Linked DNA regions of Mus musculus: region 2 is linked to region 1. The links are chromatin contacts, called in public Hi-C maps. All regions are on one chromosome and are shown on one strand. Each heading gives the region's core, a stretch centred on a gene start, on an enhancer-like site or on the middle of the called end of the contact. The rest is flanking DNA. Distances are from core to core; before and after follow the strand shown.

Region 1 (7,217 bases), core at 2,557-5,056:
AGTGAGTTCCAGGACAGCCAGGGCTACACAGAGAAACCCTGTCTTGAAAAACAAAACAAAACAAAACAACCAATAAATAAATAAATAAATAAATAAATAAATAAATAAATAAAACCACAAAAAATTGCCATTAAAAAATTAAAGTTATAGAGAATATTACTTACTCTGATGTAATAACTCTTCATCAAACCCTTGTCCTTTTCTGAAGGACACTGGGCTCCAGCAAATGGTTTACTCCCGACCATTGTGTGCTTTTCCCCAGCACTGCAGGACCAATCGGTCCCACCTTTCTTCAGCTTTCTCCCCTTAGGCATTGAAAGGCAGGAAGAAATGGAGGGAGGAAGCGTCTGAAGCAAAGGTCCCAAAGCATTTCTTCGTAGTTATGCTGCCCTGCACATCAGTTCGCTTGGCAGTCGGATGCTGGGATCTGCCTGTTGTTTAAGGACTCCAGCACCTAGTCCAGGAGACAAATATCTGTTCAATTGAAAACTTTAATCTCATTCCAGTGAGGCAGTCTGCTGACCCTGATTAAATAATTGCTATTTTATTTATCCATAACTGGATATCTTCCCAAGGGTAGGGAATATACTTTCTTCATTTCCATGAGAACTCCTAGGCAGGGAGATATGCTTTGTGGAGGTTTGGAGTGTGGGTGGTTGTGATGTGAAAAAGCAAACCTGCAAACCTGTTGATATCAGGGCCTGGTAACAGATCATGCTGCCTGCCTCCCTTGTGGTTCTAGTCCCTCTCTTCTTTTTCTCTTCTTTTTAAATTTTATAGAAGGAACTTATTAGTGCAGCAGATGTTCACTAACTAAAATAACTTGTTAGTAATTTCATTACCCTAAACAGTTTTCTTTTCAATGATAGCTTCAACAAATACTTAATGTTATAATATATTGTTATCATGTGATGATACTTTTGCATTAGTCTTTTTTCAGTTACAGATAATTTTCTTTGTTGCTATGTAGATTATCAACCATGTTTTGTTGATTAAGTAATAGTCAAATATTTACCCATTCTCCTAGGTATTAGTCTAGGCCTTGAATCTTCTATGTAAGAAAGGATAACCTTGACCTTCTGATCTTCCTGCCTCACATGACCCTCCCACTTACTGTGGTCCTGGAGTCTCTAGATGCAGGCAGCCAGATAGAAGGATCCATCCCCTCAGCCTTGAGGTCAGTTCTCTAAGACTATAGATGGTATAGCTTTATCTTATGATATTTTCTATTTCTATCTTATTGTCTTTGTTAAGCAAGCTGTAGAGATGGCTCAGCAGCTACTGGCACTTGTTCTTGCAAAGGATCTCAGTTGATTCCAAGCATTCACATAGTGGTCCACAACCTTCCATAACGGGATCTGGTGTCTGCCCCCTTCTTACGGACAGAGGCACTAGGCTCACACATGCTGTGCAGATGGACATGTGAGCAAAACATTCATATACTTAAAAAATGTTTTAAAAGAGGTTTTAATAGAAGCAGCAGCAGCTGGGTGTGGTGGAGCACACCTTTGGTTCCTGCATTTGGGAGACAGAGACAGGTGGATCTTTGTGAATTCAAGGACAGCCTAGTTTACATATTGAGTTCCAGGACAGCCAGTGCTAGAGAGCGAGATCCTGTCTCAAAAATCAAAAGAAAGAGGAGGAGGAGGACAAGACAGAGGAAGAGAAAGAGGGAGGGAGGGAGGAAGAGGAGGAGGAAGAAGAAGAGGAGGAGGAGGAGGAGAAGAAGAAGCATGGAAAGAGGAGGAAAGGGAGAAGAGAGAGAATGTATATAAGTATGAGAATCTATACATATACATTCAGTAAAGATCCTCTTGGCAGCAGCTGCAGATAACTCTAGGCACCATTTATTTCTAATATTTGTATGTGTGAAATATGTGAGCCACCTAGAAGGGGAACATGTGCTAGTTAGATATAGGTTGTGAGGGCAGGGGTGATAAGGAGACCTGTGGGGTATGGTCCTATTGGATAGCAAGGCATCCTCTCTTTCTTTTGGTTGTGGGGCCACCCAGAAATTAAGACTGTCCAGGCAAGTTTGTCACTACATGTAAGCTTCTCTTTTAGCCTTTTCTACTTTTCAGCAGGCTAGAAACCTTAGAGTAAAACTCAGGTATGTGACTTCTTATCGTAGAAGGTGGGGTTCTGCAGGAGTGAGCCCGCTGCATATATGTATTAGTATGATGAGTGTTCAATACAGATGCTATAAGACAATTCAGAGAGGCCCTGCTGGTAATTGACTCTGTTCTTTGTTTTTCTTGTAGTACTTGTCAGCATCCAGCCATGGGGGATATGAAAACTCCAGATTTTGATGATCTCCTGGCTGCCTTTGACATCCCAGATCCCACAAGTCTTGATGCAAAGGAGGCCATCCAGGCTCCCAGTGAGGAGAATGAGAGTCCCCTGAAGTCTTCAGGCATGTGTATCGATGAGAATGTGTCCTTGTCGCACTCAGGATCAGCCCCAGATGTGCCAGCCGTGAGTGTCATTGTCAAGAACACCAGCCGCCAAGAGTCGTTTGAAGCAGAGAAAGACCACATTGCTCCCAGTCTCCTACATAATGGATTCCGGGGCTCAGACCTGCCCCCAGACTCCCACCACTGTGGGAAGTTTGATTCTACTTTTATAAATGGAGACAGTGCTAGGAGTTTCACAAGCAAGCTAGAGCCTTCCAAGTCGGAGCCATTACCCACCTTCAACCAGTTCAGCCCAATCTCTAGCCCAGAGCCTGAGGATCCTGTCAAAGATAATGGGTTTGGGATAAAGTCCAAGCACTCTGACAGTTATTTCCCACCTCCTCCTGGGACTGTGGGAGGCCCAGTCCTGGAAGCTCTGTCAAAATTCCCAGTCCCGGAACTACACATGTTTGATCACTTTTGTAAGAAAGAACCTAAACCAGAACCCTTGCCTTTAGAGAGCCAGCAGGAGCATGAGCAGGGTGGGCAGAAGGTGGTGGAGCCTCACAAAGATCTGGATTCCAGTCGGTTCTTTGGGGAAGCTTTAGAGTTCAATAGTCACCCTAGCAACAGTATTGGAGAGCCCAAGAAGCTTGCTCCAGAGCTTAGTGCTTGCTCCTCTGTCCCTCCTAGGCAGCGTCTGAAGCCAGCCCATTCCAAGTTATCCTCTTGTGTTGCAGCCTTGGTGGCCTTACAGGCCAAAAGGGTGGCCAATGTCACCAAAGAGGATCAGCCTGGTCACACAAAGGATTCCTCAGGGCCCACTAAAGAGGGTTCTAAAGGCAGCCCCAAAATGCCCAAGTCACCAAAGAGTCCCCGGAGCCCTCTAGAGGCCACTAGAAAAAGTATCAAGCCATCTGATAGCCCTCGGAGCATCTGCAGTGACAGCAGCAGCAAAGGGTCTCCTTCTGTGGCTGCCAGCTCCCCACCAGCAATTCCCAAAGTCAGAATCAAAACAATTAAGACATCATCGGGGGAAATCAAACGGACGGTTACCAGGATCCTGCCAGACCCTGATGATCCAAGCAAGTCCCCTGCTGAGTCCCCTGCAGGGAGCACAATCACTGAGGCTCCAAGTGAGGCACCAGGGGATGAAGGCACAGCCATGCCTGTGGAAGAGCACTTTTCTGAGGCAGGCATACATTCAGGGAGCCCCCAGGGTGACAGAAAAGGGGATGAGAATATGATCAAAACCAGTGACTCTTCATCTCCCTGCCGCATCTCTGGGTCCAGGGTCCCAAAAGGATCTGCCCTGAACTCACAGGCAAGCAAGAAGCAACAGAGCACAGCACCTCAGGCATCAACCCCCGCTGCCAGTCTCTTGCCCAAAGCTGTGCACTTGGCCAACTTGAACTTGGTCCCCCACAGTGTTGCCGCATCTGTGACTGCCAAGTCCTCAGCACAGAGACGGAGCCAGCCTCAGGTCACGCAAATGACAGTGCCCCTGGTCCACCAGGTGAAAAAGGCCGCCCCTCTAATTGTGGAGGTCTTCAACAAGGTCCTTCACAGCTCTAACCCTGTGCCCCTCTATGCGCCAAATCTCAGCCCACCTGCAGACAGCAGAATCCACGTGCCGGCCAGTGGGTACTGCTGCCTGGAGTGCGGAGACGCGTTTGCCTTAGAGAAGAGCCTGAGCCAGCACTATAGCCGGCGCAGTGTCCACATTGAGGTGCTGTGCACACTGTGCTCTAAGACACTGCTCTTCTTCAACAAGTGCAGTCTGCTTCGGCATGCCCGTGACCACAAGAGCAAGGGACTTGTCATGCAGTGCTCTCAGCTGCTTGTGAAGCCCATCTCTGCGGACCAGATGTTTGTGGCGGCTCCCGTGAACTCCACTGCACCAGCAACCCCAGCCGCTTCTTCCTCCCCCAAACCCAGCCCCACTTTGGACAATGCCAGCTCTGTAATTCCAGCCTTGCCACTTTATCCAGACCCAGTGAGGCTCATCCGGTATGGAACCAAATGTCCTGAGTGTCACAAGCAGATGCGAGATTATATGGTCCTGGCTACACATTTCCAGAGGACAACAGAGGAAACCGAGGGGCTAGTGAGTAGACCATCACATTGTTGGGTGGTGAGCCTCAGGCCCATAAAGTTCCATGATGGGGACTTAGAATGGGAGCAGAGGTAGAATCTTAGTCTTAGAGGGGGACATCTGGCTTAATGGTTAGCATATCATCTGAATACAGAGTACTTGGTTTCTTATTTGGGAAGATAATCCTACCCATACTGGTGGGGAAAGCCTGGAGATCCAACGAGCTTAGCCAGGGGATTGGGTATTTGTTTATAATTGTAGTACTTATAAGGCTAAAGCAGAAGGATCGCAAATTTGAGACCAGATCAAGACTGTCTCAACAAACAAAACTGTCTCTCTGGGCAGGCTCCATGTTCCACTTCCACCCAGATTGGCAGTGAGTTTGATCCAAATGCAGGCCTGTTTGGGCTTAGGTCTCTTTCTGGACTTTCAACCATGACTCTCAACCATGGTAACATGGTTTTGGCAAGTACCCCGAGAACCTGGGGATGGGAGTAGATGAATCACTGTGTTTGTCCCTTAGTAGTCTGTTTTCTAAGAACATTCCACCCCTCAGTACACAGCTGTTGAGCAGAATTTCTCTGGAGATAGGGCCAGAGGCAGAGCTGAGGAGGAAAGGAGAGTGGGTAGGGATGTAGGCTCCATGCAGAGGGTTTGTAGGTCTCCATCCTTCATCCATGTTCTCTAAGTCTAAAAAAGGAGTTGAGCTTTTCTGCTTATTCTGATTGTTGGCTGTAGTTGGTGAGATATGTGGTTTGTTTTTAAAGGCACTTGGTGCTTACCCTTTTTCTGCCCTATTGCTATTGCTAGCAGATTGTGTCAAGAAGGCAGCCTTAAGCTGTGTTAGTACAGTTATAGTCAAAACACTTTGCAGCTGGAGGCAGGAGGGCTATCCTTAGCAAGACTTCATCTTTAAAAAACAGAAAGGCCTTCAGGTGTGTGTGTGTGTGTGTGTGTGTGTGAGAGAGAGAGAGAGAGAGAGAGAGAGAGAGAGAGAGTTAGTTTCTTGACGTTTTGGTCTTTTTGGTGTAGAAGCTCCCTGCTCTGCTTAGGTTGACTGACCAGCAAGTTTCCAGGACCTGCCCATTTCTGCCCTGGGCTCCAGTCTCGCACAGCCATGCACAGCATTTTCACATGGGGCAGCACCCAGGGGTGGTCTCTCTACCTCGGGTCCTTGCTGCTTGCACACAAGTGCTCTTACCCATTGAGCCATCCCTAGGGCTCCTTTCAAGACACGGCAACTTACTCCTTCACTTGGTTCCCTTAGTTCAGTGGGTATTAGTTTGCTCTTCTTTTCGTAATAAAAACTAATCAGAGATTAGAGTGGTAGCTCTTTGTTGTTCTTGTAGAGGACCCTGGATTGATATAGCACCTACCTGATGGCTAACAAACACCCATAACTTCAATTTCAGGGGATCTGACCTCTAGAGGCACCAGACACGTACATGATATATACGTATACATGCAGGCAGAACACTCACACACATAAACATAAAATAAATAGATTTTTTATTTTAAAGAAGACATGTGGAGGTGCATGTTTAATCCTAGCACGTGAGAGGCAGAGACAGTCCAGTCTGGTCTACCTGGGCTGGGCCCTTCCATGCCAGTCATTAATAAGGAAATGCCTTGTAGACTTGCCCACAGACAATCTGATGGAGGTATTTGGTCAATTGAGGTTCTTTTTCCCAGACAATTCTAGCCTGTATCAGGTTGACAGAAAAACAGCCATGAAGGATACAAAAATTACCCAAGAGAAAGTGTCTTAGATTGGGTTTTATTGCTGTGAAGAGACACCATGACCACAGCAACTCAGAAAAAAAGCATTTCGGCCGGGCGTGGTGGCGCATGCCTTTAACCCCAGCACTTGGGAGGCAGAGGCAGGCGGATTTCTGAGTTCGAGGCCAGCCTGGTCTACAAAGTGAGGTCCAGGACTACACAGAGAAACCCTGTCTTGAAAAACCAAAAAAAAAAAAAAAAAAAAAAAAAAGCATTTAATTGTACCTGGCTTACAGGTTCAGCTGTTTAATCCATTGTTATTATGAAAGGAAGCATGGCAAGAGGTAGGCAGACATGGTGTTGGAAACATAGCTGAGAGCTACTTCTGGGTCTGCAGGTACTGGCTTGGGCTTTCAAAAACCCTAAAGCTCCCATCCCTACCCCCCAGTGACAAACTCCCTCTAATAAGGCCACATCTACTCCAACAAGGCCACACCTCCTAATCTCTCTCAAATAAAACATTCAAATATATGAACCCATGGGGTCAATCTTGTTCAAACCAGTCACTGTAGCCTCTTACCTTCACCTTCTCTGTTTATATTTCTTGTGATGAGTCGTGTGGAGTGTAGTCAGCACCCTCTCCCAGGACGTCCATGTTCTTGATGTCCTAGCATACTTGAGTTGGGCTAGGACTATTTTTTCTGAATTTGGTCATTGAAGATCTTTGGCCATGGAGGTCTGGTGCCTGGGTCTATGATATTTTCCACATTGCTTTTTACCCAAATTCTAGAGTTGTGCATAGGTAGAAATTGGCATAGAATCAGGGCTGGCACCTCTTACACTACATCGTTCTTGTGGGCTCTACAGAAAAGTACAACTAGACATAATAGCCTGCTCTGGGAGGCTGCTGGGCTTTTCTCAGCCTAGTCTGAATCCTTCATAGTGTCTCCTGTTGCTAAATGTGCCTTCTAGGGAGGGAGACTTGAGATCAGGAGTTAGCCTTGATGGCT
Region 2 (7,217 bases), core at 3,338-5,837, 150 kb after region 1:
TTGGGCTGTTGAGAGATCTCAGTGGGTAAAGGCATCTGCTGCTAACTTGATGAACTGACTCTGATGCCTGGACCCCCAAGGTGAAAGAGGGAAGCCATCTCTGCATGCTGTCCTCTGACCTCTACATATGTGCGTGGCACATGCTCTGCCCCTCCCAACTAAAAATAAAGTATAACTTAAAACCTTTACTATTTGTGTGTACAGTGTGTATGTGAGTGCCATCAGGGAGGTGTGGAGACCAGAGAACAACTTTCGAGAGTTGGTCCCCTTCTACTTTATGTGGGTTCTGGGGAAGCTCTTTACCCGCTGAGCCAACTGCCTGCCCAGGAGCTTTCTTTGTTGGTTTTTGCTGGTTGGTTTGTGACAAGGTCTTACTATGTAGCCCTGGCTGGAACTATGTAGACCAGACTGATCTGGACCTCACAAAGTTCCTCCTGTCTGTTTCCTGAGTGCACCATGGTAGTTTTTTTAAAAAAATGTTGCTTTTTGTTTGTAATTCTTTGTCTCTATAGTCTTATATCTACTTTGTTTGTGGGTCCTTCCTGGGTTGTTCTTTTATGTCTCCTAACAATATCTTCTCTGGCTCAGCTCAGCCTCTCCTGGCTCAACTGTCACCAGCTGTCTTTTCTTCATAGTCGGCTTTCATGTGTCTCTTATTTTCACTCTTCAGAATCTCTCCTCTTCCTCTCCTCTCCTCTCCTCTCCTCTCCTCTCCTCTCCTCTTCCTCTTCCTCTTCCTCTTCCTCTTCCTCTTCCTCCCCTCCCCTCCCCTCCCCTCCCCTCTTCTTCCCTCCCCTCTTCTCCCCCTCCCTTCCCCTCCTCTCCTTCTACTCTGACCCCACTCCTCTGTCCCTTATCCCCCACTTCTGCCTGCTCCCCAGTCCTACTACTCTTCTAAGCCTACTCCTAACTCAATCTCCTCTCAGCCTCTGATGGCTTTTATATCCTGTCCTATTCCCAGAAGTCCAAGAGCCAACTGTCACTGAAGAACATAGGATCATGTAAAGGGCCAGACACATAAACTATTTCATACGACATACCGTCTCCCAGTTCCAAGAACTTCTCTCTCTCTCTCTCTCTCTCTCTCTCTCCTTTTAAAGATTTATTTTACTTATGAGTACACTGTAGCTATCTTCAGACACACCAGAAGAGGGCATCAGATCCCATTACAGTTGGCTGTGAGCCACCATATGGTTGCTGGGAATTGAACTCAGGACCTCTGGAAGAGCAGTCAGTGCTCTTAGCCGCTGAGCCATCTTTTCGTGACCGAAGCATCTTTTTGAAGGCTTCCTGGAATACACGTGGGCAAATATCTGAGTCACACTGCTTTATTCCCTCAACTGCGATACAAGCAAATGTTCGCACACTCGGGGATCAGGCTTGACTGATTAATGGTTTTCATTCAGTCTCTACAATACTCCTGTGAGGTTGGCACTGTTGTTATCCATAGTTGAAAAATCAGAGGCCCAGAGAGGTTAAGTAACCTGCCCAAAGAAACAAAGCTAGAAAGAAAAGGCAGATTTAAGCCCAGGGCATTAAATTCTGTAATCTGTGACATGTAACGTCTCCACTAGGCTACTAGTGTTGGAGAACTCTGTTGCATGAGCAAACTCTTGTTTTTTCTTCCTGCCTCATCTCCGGATATTTGTTTCTAGCCTGTGCTGCTTAGTTTTTGTCAACTTGATCTAAACCAGAGTCACATGGCAACAGAAGAATTGCCTTCATGGGCCCTTGGGCAAGTCTGTGGAGCATTCTTTTGATTGTTTATTATATGGAAGAGCCCTGTCCACTCTGGGTAGTTCTATCCCTAGGCAGGTGGTTCTGGGCTGTGTAGGAAAGCAGACTGAGCAAGGTGTGGAGAGCAAATGGTCTTTGCTTCAGTTCCTCCCTCAGCTTCCCTGGGGGTAAGACCTATGATGGATATTTGTGAGCCAAATAAACTCTTCCCAAGCTGATTTTAATCAGTTTTATCGAAACAACAAAAGGAAACTAAAGAAATTGGTATCACGGGAGGCAGAGGCAGGTGGATTTCTGAGTTCAAGGCCAGCCTAGTCTAGAAAGTGAGTTCCAGGACAGCCAGGGCTATTCAGAGAAACCCTGTCTTGAAAAACCAAAGAAAGAAAGAAAGAAAGAAAGAAAGAAAGAAAGAAAGAAAGAAAGAAAGAAAGCAAGCAAGCAAGCCGGGCGTGGTGGCACACGCCTTTAATCTCAGCACTCGGGAGGCAGAGGCAGGCAGATTTCTGAGTTCAAGGCCAGCCTGGTCTACAGAGTGAATTCCAGGACAGCCAGGGCTATTCAGAGAAACCCTGTCTCGAAAAACCAAAAAGAGGAAGAAAGAAGGAAGGAAGGAAGGAAGGAAAGAAGGAAGGAAGGAAGGAAAGAAGGAAGGAAAGAAGGAAGGAAGGAAAGAAGGAAGGAAAGAAGGAAAGAAGGAAGGAAAGAAAGAAAGAAAGAAAGAAAGAAAGAAAGAAAGAAAGAAAGAAAGAAAGAAAGAAAAAGAAATTGGTATCAGAGAGTGGGATTTTGTGAGATTTGGAAAGGACTGTAGAACTTTTTGGAACTTTGGGCTGGGAAAGCTTAGAACTTAGGTTATTCTTTGGGAACTTGGAGGACAAGAATGTTGAGAGAGAAATGCAAGTGATGGAGACTTGGTTTATGAAGATTCTGAGACTTTCAGGACTATTTGTTTGATATTTTGAATTAAGAGTCAATAAAAGAGGCTGGGTGTGTTGGCGCACACCTTTAATCCCAGTACTCGGGAGGCAGAGGCAGGCAGATTTCTGAGTTTGAGGCCAGCCTGGTCTACAAAGTGAGTTCCAGGACAGCCAGGGCTACACAGAGAAACCCTGTCTCAAAACAAACAAACAAACAAACAAACAAAAAAGAGTCAATAAAAGTGAAACCTTGGGGGCTGGAGAGATGGCTCAGCGGTTAAGAGCACTGACTGATTTTCCAAAGGTCCTGAGTTCAATTCCCAGCAACCACATGGTGGCTCACAACCATAATGAAATCTGATGCCCTCTTCTGGTGTGTCTGAAGTCAGCTACAGTGTACTTAAGATATATAAATAAATCTTTAAAAAAAAGTGAAACCTTTAGTTTACTGGGACAATCAATGCTGATGGCATAAAAAATCAGCTATCAAACCAGCATCGTTGAGGCTGTGACACTGTGGCCTACTGGAGTGTCAAGGCTGTACATCAAGCTGGCAGCAGAATGTGGCAATGTGAAAAAGTCTTATACATCATACTGAAGGCATGAAGGGGTTACAGAGAGCAACAAGGAGTTCATGAGACTAGGAATGGTATGGGACTAAAAGACACCATTAATGAAGGTGCTGTGGGACAATGGCCCAAGCCCTTTGGAGCCCAGAAGATCATGAGTGAGTCCCAAATGTCAGACATTGAGTTTTGTACACTGTTGGACTTGGGGTTGACTTGGATCTGTTTACAGCCATGTCCTGTTTCTTCCCTTTTGGAATAAGAAAGTATGTGATTTATTTTGGATTTTATAGGAGTCCACAGTTAGACTCTGAATATTTAAATTTATTTATCGCCTATGTGTGTAAGATATGTGTTTCTGGGCACATATATAATACAGTGGGAGGTGGGGGGAGTCAGCAGACAACCTTGTACAGTCCGTTTTCTCCTTTCATCTTTACATGGGCTCAAGGGGCTGAACCCAGGTCATCAGACTTGTGTGCCATACTCTTTACTCCCTGAGCCATCTTACTAGCTCTGACACAGGGTATTTTAAAAATAATCTATTTTTATTTTGTTTGCAAGTTTTTGTCTGCCTGTATTTGTGTGTACTATAAATATGTCTAGTGCCCTCAGAGGTCAGAAGGTATTGGATCCACTGGAACTGGCACTAGAGACAGCTGTCAATGCTGGGGCTGTCAATGCTGGGGACCGGGTCTTGTGCAAGAGCACAAAGTACCTTTAACCTGTGACCCATCTCTCCAGCCCCAACTTGAAGTATTTTAAAGAGATATTGAACTTTTTTTTTTCCTGAGACAGGGTTTCTCTGTATAGCCCTGGCTGTCCTGGAACTCACTTTGTAGACCAGGCTGGCCTCGAACTCAGAAATCCACCTGCCTCTGCCTCCCAAGTGCTGGGATTAAAGGCGTGTGCCACCATGCCCGGCTCATAAATGATAGAATTTTTAAAGACTGTGGGACTTTCAAGAGTTGAACAGTATTTTATATTTCAATCTTAATATTAACATGAGATCTTGGAGACAGAAAATCCTTAGAGATTATGTTTTAATAGTGATACGTTTATGCATCAAGTTGACAAGGGGTCATTTGTGCTCATTAGTCTTTGTTAGCACAAATCAGAGTCACCTGGGAAGAAGGACCCTTCGCTGAAGAACTGTCACCATCAGATTGGCCCATAGGAATGTCTTCAGAACATTTTCTTGATTGTTAATTAATATGGAAGGGCCCAGCCCACTGTGGGCAGCGCCAACCCTAGGCAGGTGGTCATGGGTTGTAGAAAAGCACAAGCTGAATAAGCCAGTGAGCAGCATTCCTCCATGGCCTCTGCTGTAGCTCTGGCCTCGAGCTCTGCCTTCAGCGGTGGATTGTGATCAGGGCGTGTAAGACAAACAAACGCTTTCTTCCCCCAGTTGGCTTTGGCCAGTCTCTTATCAGGGCAGGAAAGGCAAATGAGGACACCAGCCCTTGCTTCTGGAGTTTGTCTCTACCATTCCCAACCCTGTCTCTTCTGCTCAGGCTGCTGCCACCCCCAAGGCTCATTTACTCCAGTAAATGGCTTTGGGGTACTTCATGCACCCATTTCTTCACCCCTACCTGCCACCTCCCCCTTCCCTTCCAGCTAGAACTAGATTTGCCTGAGGCAGAGGGAACTTGGAGTCCAGTGTGGCAGAAACTGGTTCTACCACATGAGTTAGGTCCAGTTTGGCTCTGCGATAGATCTTTGTTCTGAGGGCACCTTCTTTGCCCATAGCTGACCTGAGTTCCAGTCCTCTGGGCCCTTAGCTCTGCAGCATGGAGGCTTGGCTTGGCTCTTGTACCCCATGGCTATAGTCCTGGCCATTTCCCCTGCAGCTCTCCATTCAAACTCCAAACCCCTCTCCCACTGCCCTTGAGCAGGACCCTTTGCTGACTGTACACACAGCTGTCTTTCCAAGATCAAGCTCCCCACCTCTTCCTCTCTTACCTGTTGGGTCCTTGTCCTGATGCTCTGGGCTCCATGCGAACTCATTACACAGCCAGGGATGTTCCTGGTAAAATGGCAGCTTCTTGGGCATAGACATTACAGTGCTTTTGTTTTCTTCCAAAGTACCTAGCATGGTGCTGGACTTAGGTCTATGGGAATGAATCACAACTTCTCTGAGAGTTGGTTCTTCTCTGTGGAGATGGTACTGCTGATCGGGGGTTGCACACAGGGTTCCGGGACTCCTTAGTCACAGAGCAGTGGACTTTAACATCTCTTACTCCCACAGAAGCTGGGTGCCCCTTGAGGATGAGGCCACCAGGACATATTTCTTAGAGGATTCATGGTTGCTGATACTCAATTGCCTATAAAACCTACTTGTGGGAGGTGGAATTCAAGAATATCCAGGAATTGAGGCATATAACAAGCTAAAGGCCAGCCTGGGCTACACAAGTTCCTCTCTCAAACAAACAAACAAACAAACAAACAAACAAACAAACTGAACAACAACAACAGAAAAGGAAGGAGAAAAACAGAACAGCTTTTAAACTAGGTTGGCACAGGTGCCTTCACTTGTCCAACAGTCATGTCAGGCATTGCTAATCAATCCCAGCATTCCTCTCACCGTAACCACAAGGCTTACTGCTATAAGAGCCTGCTACCAAGCAGTTCAAGGCTCCTTTTCAGGAGAAAACTTTTTTCACCTCAGTTAGAAGAAAATAAGCTAAACCTTGTCACCAAGGGTGTGGGATTTTGGCAGACTCTAGAAATTAAGGGCAGTATAAAGCAGAGAGGGTTTCCTGCAAAAAATAGGGGTCTTTGTAGGTGAGCTGTCTGCGCCACACTGATGAATTGTGTGTTCTATAGATTTAGATGCTGACACTGTGGCCTCTGAGGTGACATTAGGAAATGGGGCCTTGGGAGGTCATCAGGATGGAGCCCTTATAAAAGAGACTGCAGAGTTCTCCTGCTGTGAGGTTAGGGTCAGAGGTCAGAAGGGTCAGAGAGCCAGAACGGGGTCTTCAGGAGAGTTCAGCCATGTGGCACCTTGATATTGAACTTCTGGCCCCAAACCCGTGAGGAATAAATTCTTGTCATTTATAAGCCACTCTGTTTATAGTATTTTGTAACCGAGACTGATGTAAGAGAGCCCCACCCTCATGACCTCATCTGAACCTAATGGCCATCCACAAGCCCCACCTCCAAATACTTCACACTGGGAACCAAGGCTTCCTCACAGGGACTAAGGAGATAGAACCTAGTCCACAGTACCTACTATGCACCTACTATGCTCTGAGAGCAGCTTGATGGGACAGCAGTGACCCAGACCCTGTAGGAAGGCGAAGGATTGGATTCTTCCTTAGAGCAGGAGTGGGAGGAGCTAACCCTTTGCCTCCACTTCCCTCCCAAGTGCCGGGGTTACAGCTGTGTGCCACGTGTGCCTCTATGAACCAGTGCCATGGCCTATTTATTTATTTATTTATTTTACTTAATTTTATGTGTATGGTATCTAAATGCACACCTGCTATACTTGGCCCTCTAGAAGAGCAGCCAGTGCTCTTAGCCACTGAGCTATCTCTCCAGCTCCTGGCATGCTTTTTGAGACTGTTTCTATATTACAAATTAAAATTAATGCCATTTATATCAAGGGCTATCTCCTTTAAACGTACAATGTGCTGCAATATTTGGATTGTCTACAAGATAACAGTATTTATTAATATGTTTTACTAAAACCCAATTTAATAATTCAAAAAAACATTTTTTATTTATATCAAATATGGGACTGTGGTTGCATATTTTCCATGAGTATGTAGGCTCTGTGTTCTTCTGTAGTTGATATAGTAATAATCAATATATTTATTATTTTAAATTGTGGCGGTCTGATAATTAACTCCTCTTTGCCCCATGACCATATGAATGGCTTACTTTGGAGATCTTAGCAAAAAGTTGACACTGGCAGCCCAGTCCCCTTTTGCTATCTCCTGTGTGCACCAGAAATGCCGTGGGCACCTTCAGCTTAGCATGAGCAAGAGCCCTC

Evidence for each region. A called contact is a pair of places that touch in the nucleus more often than the background predicts.
Region 2: a contact with region 1 is called in a Hi-C map of liver, with 3 times the contacts expected there. The contact joins two enhancer-like sites. A contact is called at or near these places in 2 of 484 Hi-C or Micro-C datasets (CD4 T cells and liver), 1 of 115 datasets of contacts at active chromatin or transcription factors (embryonic stem cells) and 1 of 9 other capture datasets (adipose tissue).

Annotation. Positions count from the first base shown.
Region 1 is chr7:81,021,010-81,028,226 of GRCm38.p6, forward strand. Zfp592 (zinc finger protein 592) reads left to right here. Exons shown (of 10, transcript NM_178707.4): 3 at 2,262-4,500. The coding sequence starts at 2,281. Among named protein-coding and RNA genes, the nearest start is that of Zfp592, 31 kb to the left of the region's middle. Within about 2 kb of position 3,807, at least 20 of the 459 cell types and tissues checked have an H3K27ac peak or open chromatin away from gene starts, as enhancers often do. A contact at or near this core is called in liver, where this site is marked.
Region 2 is chr7:81,170,229-81,177,445 of GRCm38.p6, forward strand. It overlaps Slc28a1 (solute carrier family 28 (sodium-coupled nucleoside transporter), member 1), which reads left to right. Exons shown (of 18, transcript NM_001004184.3): 18 at 1-188. Among named protein-coding and RNA genes, the nearest start is that of Gm44968, 32 kb to the right of the region's middle. Within about 2 kb of position 4,588, at least 7 of the 459 cell types and tissues checked have an H3K27ac peak or open chromatin away from gene starts, as enhancers often do. A contact at or near this core is called in liver, where this site is marked.